2 separate regions of the Oryctolagus cuniculus genome follow, and region 2 is linked to region 1. Evidence: chromatin contacts called from public Micro-C data. All regions are on one chromosome and are shown on one strand. The core of a region is the stretch at or near the end of the contact, and the rest is flanking DNA. Distances in the headings are between cores, read along the strand shown. Region 1 has its middle 17 kb from the start of CLTRN. Region 2 holds the start of AP1S2 (adaptor related protein complex 1 subunit sigma 2).

Region 1 (6,852 bases), core at 3,652-6,151:
CAATACTCTATTTGAACTCAGTGCTTTTGAGTCAGGGTTGATTTTGTCCTCTGGAGGATAACTGGCAATGTGTGGAGACATTTTTGGGTGTTACAAATGGTGGAGAAAAGGGGTGGGACTGGCATCAGATGAACAGAGGTTAGGAATAATGCTAAACATCCTACAAATTTTAGAAACATCATTTAGTCCTATATCTGGTACATTTTTTCTTCATGTGTTAGGTTCACAGAAATAACCTACACAAGAATGAACAAGAGATAAAAGGGAACCATATGTGTGTACAGGAAATTAAGCCTTTTGTAAGATTGCAATATCATTTGTTCTATATTCTGAATTTGTCGTTAAAGTTAGCTTATTGATGTTTTTAATTAAGATGACTAATGAAAAAGAAATAATTTCTTGGTGGTCGGCGCCCTGTGCATAGATGGGCTGCCAGTCCAACAATTCATGACTACATTCTTATTCTCCTTGTCATTGACACTGAAACTATTTCCACATTAAAAATCTTCATTAGCAAGTAACTAAGTGCTAAGAGAATCCATCACTTTGGCCTCTAAAATCTGAATCTGGCTTGGCTTTTCCAATACATCTATATTAATGCTCCCTTCACCTTCCTCCTCTGAGCCATTCATTCTACCAGCTAGTCTCTGCAAGTGGGCCATGTCCCACCACTGTGTTTCCAGTGTGTTTGTTTTCACAGGGTTTGCTTTACTGGAATCCTGCGAGCTTTCCTTTTTTTTTTTTTTTTTTAACCTTTAAACATCTTAGCCATTGTTCCAGGTCTATCTTGATTATCACCTCCTTTGAGAAACATTTCTTTTTTTTCCCCACCTGCTTTTGTTGTGCAGTTTTATAATTGACTTGTAGAATCCAGGAACATTTTATCCTCTTCTTTTCCTGTATTTCCATAGCATGTTTTTCACACCTGTACATGCATTTATTGGCAGCATGATTTACTTTTGTATCCTACAAAATTTTAAGTTTCTATAGGGCAGGAACTATGTTTGGGCCCTCTTTGCATGTCTCCCAGCCCACGGATATCTGGTAATTTAAGAACACTGAATTGATTAATTTGAATCAGAAATGGCAGTTCTAAGAAGCTGGAGAGTGTGGAAATGAAATACAGCACTGTGAAGTATACTGCAAGGTGTGTGCTTTGAGGTTCTTCTTTTTTAAATTCCTAGTGAGAAAAAAATTTTTTGTCCATAATCCTTGAAAAACAAGAAGTCCTGAGGTTTGGGATATGTCTGTCTCCATCTCCAAACATTATGCCCTTTAGAAGATGAGAATCATATGAAGCTAGGATATTTGGAAAGCTCATCAAATTTTATAGGTTAATTAATAGCCCATAACCATTATGAACTTTGTCTTATTTTTCACAGGTTAACATTTTTCTACTTCAGAGAAAGTTAATCACTACTGCGTGGAAATAAAAATTAATTCAGAAAAACCGAGTGAGCATAATTCTACCAATTTGGTATTCCTAAAGAAAAATTCAAAGGAGACTTTTTTAAACAGAATATATTCATGCTTGTGTTTCACCTAAATCATGGAGAGCAAAACTTCACAGTAAGTCTCATTTAGTAAAATGAAGATTTTACTGACATTTCTTCCTATATGTTTAACAGGTAGGTTAAACAAAACTTATAGGAGGTCACTATTCGAAACTGAATTCCTGCACCAGACCCAACAGATCAGACCAAACCAAAATGGAGTCATTTGTGCTAAATGCCATACACTCAAACTGAAACTTTTAAGGAAGCAGAGAGATCCCTTAACACATGAGTTCTTGCTGAAAAAAAGAGATTCTGGTCTAGCTGAGTCAGTGTAATAAAGAAGTCCCTGCTGCTTTAATCCTTTTAAAAACATAACCTCAGGTAAGTGCTGTTAACCAATTTTTTGTTGTTGTTCTATTCCCTCGTTTCCATCTTACAAAATCCACTGCCCTGCTATTGTCCAGTGACTTTCATTTGATTTTGTAAAATGGCAGATGCCCTAATTCATGAATCATGAATAAAAGCCAATTAAATCTATAACTATATATGTTGTAATTTTGCCTTTTGACAGTTCTAAGAGTTTTCTCATGGTTTTGGCAGGTCATGATTTTTTCTAGGCCAAAATTATTGCAGCCATGCTCTGTGTAGTATTTTCCATCCTTAATCATCTATTTGGCTGCCAGTTAGAGGTACCCAGTTAAGTCACATTTAACTCTGTTTTTATTTATTTGAAAGCAGAGAGCAAAGACAGAGACGGGGTGGGGAGGCAGGGAGAGAGATCTCCCATCCACTGGTTAACTCCCCAAATGCCTACAATAGACAGAGCTGGGCCCAGGCTGAAGCCAGGAGTCAAGAAACCAATCCACGTATCCCATGTGGATGGCAGGGACACAACTACTTAAGTCATCACCTGTTGCCTCCCAGGATGTGTATTACCAGGAAGCCAGAATCAGGAGCAGAGGCAGGATTCAAACCCAGGCACTTCAATATGGGGAGCTGGCATCCCAAATGGTTTCTTAACTATTATGCCAAACACTTGCCCCTGGTGAGTCATATTTAGCCCAGAATATTGGTATTTCTTTTGCCAATCTCTAGAAAGGTATGGAGTGGGTGGTAAGGGGCATTGGGCTGGGGATCTTTTAGGCCATATGCCGTCATTATTCTAAAAGCATTTTAATCTACTTTCATTCTGGTTAATACAAAAGATATATGCATTATATCAGAGTTTTACTCAGCAATAATGACCTTGAACCCTCAACTGTCTGAATCTCAACAAGAATCTTGTAATGAGAAATGTTGTCTTGTGGACTGCCTAAAGGATGTGTACATTAGACTGCTATCACTATCAATGTCAGATGTCAGGGAGGTTGCTGTTTGCACCCACTTGTCCATTTTTGCACCCTTGAAAGATATTGTTAATCTGTTAGAGAACTTTTTCCTTCTCTGCGTGGACTTAGCCACAACACTTCCCAACTAATTCAGCCAGCTAATGTGAATGCATGGGAATTGACATGTGAATTAAAATTTACTTGCCACATAAGGAAAGATGATCTAAATACTACCTTGAATCAAGCCAGACTATTGAGGGTCTGTACTCAGTTGAACAGGATAGTTTGGAAAGTCATAAAACTGATTTAATACACTGTGCTTTGTGATTGTGGCAACAGTATATTTTTAGGGCATCTGTGGGTAACTTCTTATGACACTTATCTCCTGCTGAGTCACAGTATCATCACGAAGAACAATCAAGAGGTCCCTTAAGAGTAAAAATCAAGAAAAACTATGCTTCTGAGAAATAAAATCCTGATTGGTTTATGTGAACAGTGCAAACCCTTGATATAATTATTGTTTCTTCTTTCTTATGGCTATTTGGAAGCTTAGAGTCAAATCTCTGCCTACTTTCAACAACTGTTCTGGATCCAAAAGCATGAATACTTGAGAATTAATCCTACCATTGCTGCATTATTCTCTCTCCATAAATTTTCCTTCTGGTTCCTTCAGAAATTTCTTCTATATAGTGCTGTCCATTTTGTGATAAGCTGTGTCAGATCACCTGAAGAAGAAGGTGAAGTGTAACTAATGCTATAAAAGACCAATGCAGTGAGGCAGGCATGTAGCATAGTGCTTAAGATGCCTGAGTCTCATACTGGAGTGCTTGGGTTCAATTCTTGGCTCCAGCTCCTGACTATAGCTTCCCACTTATGTAGATCCTGGCAGGTAGCAATGATGACTCAAGTAGTTGGAGCCCTGCCACCCACATGAGAGACCTTGATTGTTTCCAGTTCCCAGTTTGACCCAGCACAATCCCCAGCCATTTGGGCATATGGGGAATGAACCTGTGGATGAGGGCTTTCTCTGTGTGTCTGTCTCACTTGTCTCTCTGCTTCTCAAAAAATTGTTTTTGAAATTAATGCAGGAATTTATGCAGGCTGTAGGTGGGCCCATTTCTTATGAGTTTATTTTTTCTGTCAAAAAATGACTATGGCTGACCTTTGAAACATTTTATATAAATGAGATAGGGTTCTCAGAGCCAGAGTGTGCTCAATAAGAATGCTTTGTTGAAAACTGTTCTTGGGGCCGGTGCTGTGGCATGGCAGGTAAACCCTCTGCTTGCAGTGCTGGCATCCCATATGGGCACCAGTTTGAGTCCCAGCTGCTCCACTTTTGATCCAGCTCTCTGCTGTGGCTTAGGAAAGCAGTGGAAGATGGCCCAAGTCCTTGGGTCCCTGCACCCACATAGGAGACCTGGAAGCTCCAGCTGGCTCCCGATAGGCCCAGCTCCAGCTGTTGTGGCCACTTCGGGAGCGAATCAGCAGGTGGAAGGCCTGTCTGCCTTTTTGTAAGTCTGTCTTTCAAATAAATAAAATAAATCTTTAAAAAGACAGAAAGTGAGTGGCCTGGGAACCTAAGGCGTGGCCAGGGTGTCAGGCAGGGAAAAGCACAGGGGCAGGAAGAAGTGGGCGATATTGGTCACGGGGTTCTAGCTTGTGGCCTAGGAGCACCGCCAACATTGGCCAGGATGGAGAGGAGGTGGGATGAAGCATGAAAAGGACGTGACATGAACCAGAGTCTGGGCTGGCCAGAGACTAGGGAATGGACCCGCCAGTCAGGAACAGGCCCAGCAGAGGGGGTCCGGGGGTTGCCGTAAGGGTATCGCAGGGCGAGACTTAGCCCGAGCACTGAGGTGGTGACAAAGATGGTGGAGATCGCAAGCGGGAATGGGGCGTCAGAGGCGGACAGCAGCAGTGTTACCAGACTGCACCAGAGAGGGCTATGGGGTGGTCAGGATGGGCATGACCAGGGGTTCAGAGAGATGTGCAAAGAACGGCGCTCAGAGGCGTGGCCTGGCCGGCGCGTGGAGGAGTGGCCACGGGTGAAGCGGCAGACCGCGGAGCAGCGCGAGGAGCTGAGGAGAATGACGTGGGTAGAACGCAGAGACGGGGGCGTGACATAAATGGTGGAGCAGGCGGAGGGCCGGGGCCTGGGCAAGTTTACCGCGCGGGCGCGTGACCGCTGTGGGAGGCCCGTGTCGGCGACAGGAGATGTACAGTCATGGTGAAGAGAGATACAGGTCCGGTAGCTTGCAGAGGACAGAAAGGAGCTCGGGCGCCTGCAGCGTTGTCAGGGCGGGACTTCCGGCCTCTCGGTGACGGACGCCGGAAGGACGGAGGCTTGGCCCGGATTTGCGACGTTTTCCCGGCATATGGGCGTGGCGAATCGCGATGGGGCGTGGCCTGGATGGCTGCGCTGTGTAGGCTCGTGTCCGGGAGCCAGCGACAAGGTTTGGGCTGCTGGAAATCTTTCCGGTAAGCTCAGCGGTTATATGGAGTGTGGGCAGCCAGAGAGGACAAGGACTTTGTCCCAACCCTGCTTACACAGACACACGGCCTCGCACCACCATGGGTCCCGGGGCTGGAGAAAATGCTGGCATCGTGAGGATGGCCAGGATTCCACCGGGTCTTCTCTGAGGAATGGACATGGGAGGGTGGCGGCGGCGAATGACCCCTCCTTCGGGGATAAGAAAGTTACAGTTGTCCGTCTTTCCCACGACTATGCCAGGGGTCGTGTACAGACTCACAGCCACTCCCGGAGTGGAGAATCAACCGAACGCTTGCATCCTATGACAAATCTGACTCTTCTCCACTGCTCAGTGTCTTCTAGCCTTGCTTTAGTTCCCCGCACCAGAGCTGGAGAGGAACCTCCAAACTAGAAAGACTGCTGGTGGCTGGGAATGTATGTGAGTTCAGCATGAAGTGCTGCTGTCCTGAGGTGGCTGGAAAGCAGTTACTATTGATATCAGTGTAATTCGGTCACGTTTATAATGCTGGAAAGAAAGACTGGAGAAATACCTGAAGTTGGCGAAGGTAGAGGCTTACATCTAAATTTGGAAAGAAATTGTTGTACAGCCACCGTTGTTTATAACCATGTTGTTTTCTGCTTCTCCTTCATTTGCTGATAATCTGGCCATTTCCTCCTTGCTGGTTAAGTCCTTGCTGGAGCCTGGACGATAGTCAGAAATCCCTGGTGAGAGAAGCTACCCCCTTGCATCTCTCAGAGCAGCCACTGTTTGCAACCTGTATCCAAGTGCACAGTAAATGGAAGTTCTTCCTACCCACCTTCTCTTCTGAAACCTGAAGAAAAGCTGCACTGTTGTTGAATATTTTGGAGATTAAAATATTTCTAGGGCTTTCCTCCTTTGCCTGGATGTTTTTGAAGCAGTAACTGGGCTGGAATTCACTGAGAGACCCAAAGCTGCAAGAGTACCATTCTCTGTGCCTTTACCCATCTGTCCTTGTTCTACCTGGAGCCAGGCAAAAAGCTGCCACTGCTCAAAGTGGAGCAATAAAGATTGAGTAAATTGTAAGTAAATATGAATATATTAGAAATCTGATGGAAGAGGAAAATGGTGTTGCATTTCATTGGCCACACTGGGATGTCTTGTCACACCACACAGAGCAATTATTAAAACTGCATCTTGAGATCTTTGGCAATCCCAGATTGGGATCATGTTTCCAGGGAAGGACTGGAGGAGAGGAGGAAGCTAAACTTTCATAACACATGACAACATAATCTCTCTCTAATTTTTATTTCAGGGAATTGCAACCGACTGGCTTCCTTTTGAAATCAGCAGATGAGAAAATGAAAGGTCAGTCTGATGACAAGAAATTTTTCAGTGTAGTTGTAACCTTTTGTCAATTCTTTCTTTTGGTGTAAATGTCTTCAACAGGCAGAGTTCAAGTTCTTAAACATTGGGGCCAGCGCTGTGGCGCAGCGGGTTAATGCCCTGGCCTGAAATGCCATGCTAGTTATAGTCCCGGCTGCTCCTCTTCATATTCAGCTCTCTGCTGTGGCCTGG
Region 2 (7,186 bases), core at 1,164-3,663, 180 kb after region 1:
GTTAAGACAAGTAAAGTAAAGATCACATGCGGTACTTTGACTCAATACGGTTAATACATGTTTTTCAGAGGAACCTGTGAGAGCAGGGCATTAAACTGACAATTAGCAGCTATCATTATTTTTATGTCACTTGAAATAGCAGGAAATTCTTTTAGAAAGATCTTTCTGCTAGATACAACCCTTCCCTTCCCATCTCACTCTGTTCCACATAAGTTTGGAGAGGAATGGGTGGGAAAAAAAAGAAAAAACAGGTATATTGCAGTGAAATTTTTGAACAAAAAGCTGTCCCTTGTAATTTAGAAACTATTTTCTACCTGTGCTCATACAGTCCACACTCCCTATATGCATCAAAAGAGAACTGTAGATATCAATTGGTTTAGGTACATTTGAAAGAAACAGGCAATCTACTATTTTTCAGCCCAAGGCTTTTCTAGTCCCAGGGTGAATTACTTGTAGACTTTGAATGCTCTCTTCCATTTATGCTAGCATATTTTAAAAAAAACAGAATGAGCTAAAATATTCACCAAAAAAGAGGATCTCACAAATACATGTTTTTCTTAATAAGATCCTGATCTTAAAGTATCTGTTTTCATCTCATTTTTAAAAACATAAATATGCACATAATTAAGAGTCAGGTTAATGTAATATTATGAAAATCAAATCTTTAAAATGTCAAAATAATAATTAGATATATTCAGGGGCATTATATGAAATATTACATTTAAAACAATAAAAAACAGCATCTACAGATGGATTGGATACTGAATTCTAGTGTTTTTAACACCTAACCTAATTTGTGTGTATTTATTTGGAACCTGCAAATCTGTTGATTAGTCTGAATGTTCTGTTAAAGGCAAGCTTATGGTAAGTCAACTGGTCATCAACTGCAAACAGTATTATTTCTACAAGATAATGTAAAGATAGAATTCAGATACGTATTCTGTTTTCTTTTAAGCATGGCAAAGAAGATTCAAGCCTGATTCTTAAAACTCACACCATCTTGAACATGGGGAGAGAGAATTTATACAATCAATATAGAATAAAATGAGCCCTAAATTTCTATATGAAATTATTTGATATGAAATTAAAATAATGCAAAAAGACATCAACCAGATACTTGGCAATTTACGACATGACAATTTTAACTTTATTAAACTTAAGGCTTATTACCGCTCGTAACATGCTTCAGTGGCACAAAATACACGGACATTACTCAGGGATATCAAAGTGCCTCCATGTAAGTTGCAAAATCAGCGGCATTCGAAAAGGGGGCAGCAAGCGAAGCATCAACTGGACATTTAAAGCAAACCCGTTACCAGAACTTGGAAGAGAATGAACCTCGTATTCCTTGATCTCGGTGGCCAGGAGGGGCGGGGGTTTGCTTGCCAAAAAGAGTCTGGGTTCAAGGCTGTCGGGAGCAGGGTCCTGTATCTGCCCTACCACTTTACAAGAAGAAAACACAACGTATTCTCTCAAAATAAATTATGTACTAACATGGGACGAAATCCGGTTGCAAGGCACAAGTATCCTGTCTTATTAAACACGAATGCTTTGATTGTGCCGCAAATCACAGGGTACCACAATTCTGGGAAACGGGCATTTAAAAACAATGGGCTCAGCCTCGGAGCGAGCTCGGGACCAGCTTTCCTTGGGTCCCGCCGTCTCCGATGCCTCCCCCCCTTCCGGGGCTACACTCCATCACTGACCAAGCCTGAGCGAGGTGACAGGCAAGGAGCGGAGCAGACAATGGCATCCGCCGCCGCGCAGGGGGGCGCCAAGAGTTCTCGGCCGCCGCCGTCCCCGGCCGCCAGCCCCTCCCTAAAACGCCCCGCAAAACTTGAGACGATTCCCGAACCACAGGTGCCGCGGCGCCCCGGCGGAGCCCCGGACTAGACCCCGCATTCCCAGGCGCCGCGCAGTGGTTTGCGGGGGGCCGACGTGGAAAGAAGTGAGTTGTGGGGCGCGGCGCCCAGGTGGCGGGCCGGCGGGCTCGGGGTGGGGTCGTCGGAGCGCGCGCGGGGCGGCGGGGGGCGCGCCCAGCCATCCCTCCCCCTCCCCATCCCCATCCCCAGCGTCCCCACTCGCCCTCGGGACTTACGGCAGCCGCGGGCCGCGGGTGCGGCTGGGCTCGGCCGGCAGCGGCGGCGGCTGAGGGGAAACCCCTGTCGCCGCGGCGAGTAGGAGACGCCGTGTTGCTGTGGGGAGGGGACCCAGTTGTCGGAAAGCAGGCTTAGGCGGCGAGGGGAGGGCGAGCCAACAGACTCCGCCCCAGGGGCCGGACGAGGGAGGAGCTGGGGCTGCGGCTAGCGGAGAGGCGGGCTGGACGACGCGCGGGAAGCGGCCCAACGGCAGCCAACGGCACCCGGAGGCGGCGCAGGCGACCGCGTAGTCCGACGAAACCGATTGGCCGCGTCGTCACCGAGAGGAGTGGTGCGAACCGGAAGTTGGGCCACGTGACCCGGAAGCGGCCTCGGCAGCAGCCAGCGCGCCTGCGTACTCAGGCTCGTGCCTTCGGGACGCGAGCGGGTGGCTGCCTTGGCTCTTTTGGTGACGGGAGGACGTGGTTCCGCGGCGACCTTAGGCGACCCTGTGGTTCGAGGCAGAGAAGGTTCTGAACGCGAAGAGCCAAGTTCGAGCTCCGATGACTCTCCGTGTCCCAAGAGGGTGGGATAGGGAGGTGTGACGGCCGGTGATGATGGTGGGAGGAGAAAGGGAGTGCTGCAACTCTGGGGAAAGCAAGGCAGCTCTTTCGCGGAGCCCTTGCATGCGTTCACAGGGCCTTTTGCTAGGTAGACGGCCTCTCCTTCCCATCGCAGTGCTACAGCCCTAGCCCAGACACTTTTTACCACAAGCTTCGCACCCTGGGCTTGCCTCGCCCATCTTCAGGGCTGCGGACTGGATGAGTTATGTCCTCAGCTGAAAAGCCCAGACACCACTTCGTCTTCGAGATCCCGCTTGCTTCACACGGGATCGCTCCCACCAGCCGCCTGGGTTTAGCCTGGCCAACGACTTGCTCTGCCTGACATGCCCTTCCTCTCAAATGTCACAAGTATGAAGCGTCACCCTAAAACCCTGTAAGAACGAATACGTTTTTCACCAACATGTCCATTAGTCTGTATTTAGCACGTCTTGGATTTATTCATTTTGCATTCCAACTTAGTTCACTGCTTGGTGTGTAACACAAGTTGGCTGGTAAAGACTGAAATGAATGATAGATTTGTTAAGGGCCGTGATGCTGAGCACACTGCTGGGCACGTAATCAGTGTTCATACTTGGTGTTTGAATGATGGAATGAATGAATCATCTAGTCCAACTCATCTTTTATAGATAAGGAAAGGGGAGCCCCACGGGATTAGGTGACCTTGCTTGAACAGCCACGGGTTTCCCATGTCGAATGCTATTCATTACTCCAGTCAACTGGGTTCCTACAAAGGAAGCTAGAAAATTGCTTTTGTTGGGCCATGCCCTTTTTGCAGAGGTTTGTAAAACGTAGTTGTCAGATTTTTTTTAATGGCCCAAAGTAAAAATCGCAAATTTTTTCCATGAAAGTAAATTCAGTCAACTTGAAGGAACCCTTTATTAGAGATCATGTTATCTGTGCAAGGGAAGAGAGGGTTATTACAATAAACATGAAACTAAGATACTAAATAGCGGTTTGGAGGCATTTGAAAATGCCCTTGTTTGGCAAAATAAAAAATGTAATGCTTCTCCATTTCTGCATTACTGTGCCACTTGGAAAGTTCCCTGGTGACATGTATGATTAATGTATACTGGAATATTACAAAGGGGTCGACAAAAACCACAGAGCTAGCTTTCTATAGTTCTTTAGGCCCCCTGCCCAAATTTCTCCCTGCCTAAACATGCCCCAGATGTGCTTGCTAATGTCCCATTTCTCCCTTACTACTTGAAACAGATGCCACTAACCAGTTCAAAGATAGCTGCAATACTATGAAATAAAAACTTGCCCTCTGATTCCGAATGCTGCCTTTTTTTTTTTCTGTACAAAGTACGTGTGTATTCAACGTTCTTGACATAGCTGCCTCCAAATTTAAACTCATCGGTTATGCACCTAATGTTGGTGTATGGCTCTGAAAATGAGGACTAGGGACTTGCTGATGACATACTGGCAATCTCCTCTCCGTGTTCCTAGTCAAAAAAAAAAAAAAAAAAAAGAAGTGGGAGTGGGGGCAGGGAGGGGAGGGAATTATGGGAAAAATAATTAGCAGCTGAAAGCAGCTATTACATAATCTTGGCTGCCTATTAATTTAGCAGAAGGAATGGCTTATTAAATTCTAATAGCAACAGCACAACTGCAAACAACCTAGCAATTAACAGTGCAGGGCCCATTATTTTGTTAATATGTTCTCTTCCTTTGGCAAGTGTATGAGAACAAAATTTACAGAAGCAGATGGTCTTTTTCAGTAGATTATAGATGGTTTATTCCCCAGTCTTAGTATTAAGTGCTAATTGTGCATTCACTGTGAAAGACAAAAGAAACACGGTTGCCATCTTTGTTAGTAATTAACTGCTTGACTTTGATTTCCACAATTTCCAAATTGTAGGCTTTATTATATACATGTTCTTTCTCACCTAGTATCTTTTTCATCTGTCATGTCAATAGGGTATCTGCTTTTACTCCTTTGTTTTTGTTTTCTGGATGGTCCTAATTTCTTGTTAATAATGATACAAAAATTATAAAAATAGTAATAAAAGAATTTTTATAAAAATTAAAAATTTTATTCTTGTTTCTTAGATGTTAAAAAAAATCCCTGCCTGTCAGTTATGCTAAACACAAGAGGTGAGGGTGAAATAGGCATTCTGCCTTCTAACAATAGAATTTTGAGACTTTGTGTAATCATTCGAAAGTGTTCCAAAATCACCTTAGTTTCCTGCTGAATGTGTGATGGCCACATGCTTTTTATCCCTTCTCTCTCTGAAATCACCATTCAATGAAAAAGAAGAAAAGAAAGGAAAGTTTAAAGCATGCCCACATGGATAATAAGGGAGGGGAACTTATTGTGAGGTTGTCAGTAAAGATGTCAAGGTACACTATCAGCTCATCATTGAAACACTAATGATTTAGGTAACAATTGTAATATAGAATAAGAAGAAGCAGAAGTGAAGAGGAGGTTGAATTAGTCCTAAATCTTTATGCCCTAACAGGAAGAAAATAGATGACTTCTATAATCAAGAAATAGAATAATTGGTGTAACCAAGAGTATGGAATTTAGGCAAAAGGGGGCACTGGGATACCAGCAGAGACAGCTTACTGGCGTAAGCTTGCTTTTCAGAGGATGTTCTGGAAAGGGCGGGGAGGGGAGGGGCAGGCCACCACAGACAAAAAATGGGTTAAGCTGTGCGAAACTGGGCTGAGTCAGACTTGTGAACATTTGATGTATAAAGATGTATATTGCAAGCAGGAAGGGCCCTCCAATTCCTCATTCTCTATACCCTGGCCACTCCCCTAACCCTTGATAAAAGAGTCCTAGCAAACCGCTCTCAGGGTGGCAATTTCTTTAGGGAGCTCTACCTTCCCACTGTCTGTTGTCAGAAGTAGTAAAGCTTTCCTCTGGGCAGCTCTGGCTGGAGGTAGATTATTTGGTGACAACGCCAAGGGAAGGGACCCCTTTTGTTACCGTTAGCAAATCCTTTAGGTACCGAAAAGTCGATTGCAGAAGCAATTGGTGAGTTTCTTTCCAGGGACAGAATCTTGAGTGGGATGCAGTAAAGACTATTAGTATATTTTATTTAGATTTTTACTTACATAATATTTTAAAACATTGTAATGAAGTAGATAAAAACCATTCAGTTAGTTGCTGAATATGACAGACCCGTTCAGTGTTCCTTTAGCCAGTCTATAGGTTTTTTAGAAATTATTAAATAAAAATGCCTAATAATGGAATTCAACACTGAGTCAGTGTAGAAGATCACACTATGTCTAAAAAAGATGCTTAGCGTTCATGAATTTGCATCTCCAAAGATAAAGTTGTTCCAAGGAGAAAACTGACCCAAAATAATGATGATCTGTGAACCAAATCATTTCAAAATAGATGAAGCTGTCACTGCCAAAGTCCTCAACAGTGAGCTAAGAGAAATGTGGAACATATGCTTTTCCTTGAAGCCTGTTTCCATAGCTTTGAATAAAATGCAGGAAAATTACTATTCTATTAATATTAGGCTAGAGGAGTGATTCTCAGCCTGGGTGATTTGCTCCCCAAGGAAACAGTCTTGGCAGTGTCTAGAGACGTTTTGATTGTCACAACTGGGAGTAGGAGATATGCCTGGCATCTAGTGGGCAGAGGCCAGGGATGCTGCTCCACTTCTTACAGTGTACATGACAGCTCCCATAGCAAAGAATTATCCAGCATTGAATGTCAATAGTGTCAAGGTTGAAAACCCTGGGTTACATACTGAAAAGGTTAATATGTAGTAACAGGTCTTTTGTAGACATTTCAAGAAATAGAACAAGCATTAACTTCATATAAGAATCTCTCTCTCTCTCTCTCTCTCTCTCTCTCTCTCTCCCAGCAGTAGGTCCATAAAGCCATCAGTATTCATTAATAGTAGCTAGAATAAACTATCCAAATGATATTTTTAAGTGACCCCAGAATATTAATGCAAACTGCTTAAGGACCCAAATCCATGAGATGACTATTCCATCCTCCATTCATGTATCGTAAAGGTTTATTATGTTTTGTCCATGATGGGCACTCTGGAAGATAATGAGGATACTTAGATGAATAAAAGACTGACTCAGACCTGAAGCTCTGATATCATTTCTCCTGACCCAGAATTCCAAGTATTTTGGAGATAAATCCTAGATGGTCAAAGGATCAGTCACCAATCAAATACATGAATACATTTTCTTTTAGTAAACCCCCAGAGAAGCTTCTGTAGATTTCTGTGACTGACACCTTTGAAAATTATCTGCCCTCATGACCTCCCAAGGGATCTAAGCAATTATTTTCATTCTGTGAATTTTCTACAACACTCTTAATTCACAGCCATGTATGAGAAGGAGATTCTATAATTTTTAAACAATGATTTCAAATAATGTTTTGAGCTGGTCCTTGAAATGAAATGCTTCAGCAATAATCTAACTCAACTCTAAATTGCTAGGTCAGTGTTTCCAGAATATTCCCTCATAAGACTTGTGAAAATACAAATTGTTAGGCCCCACTCCCAG

What was found. A called contact is a pair of places that touch in the nucleus more often than the background predicts.
Region 2: a Micro-C map of ear pinna shows a contact between it and region 1, with 2.8 times the contacts expected there. The contact joins the promoter of AP1S2 here to the enhancer-like site in region 1. A contact is called at or near these places in 2 of 6 Hi-C or Micro-C datasets (ear pinna and an unstated tissue).

Annotation. Positions count from the first base shown.
Region 1 is chrX:1,819,395-1,826,246 of mOryCun1.1, forward strand. No RefSeq gene overlaps it. Among named protein-coding and RNA genes, the nearest start is that of CLTRN, 17 kb to the left of the region's middle. Within about 2 kb of position 4,902, at least 8 of the 8 cell types and tissues checked have an H3K27ac peak or open chromatin away from gene starts, as enhancers often do. A contact at or near this core is called in ear pinna, where this site is marked.
Region 2 is chrX:1,997,818-2,005,003 of mOryCun1.1, forward strand. It overlaps AP1S2 (adaptor related protein complex 1 subunit sigma 2), which reads right to left and starts at 2,414. Exons shown (of 6, transcript XR_007912139.2): 1 at 2,099-2,414. LOC138847720 (a long non-coding RNA gene) reads left to right here and starts at 1,831. Exons shown (of 4, transcript XR_011385664.1): 1 at 1,831-1,948.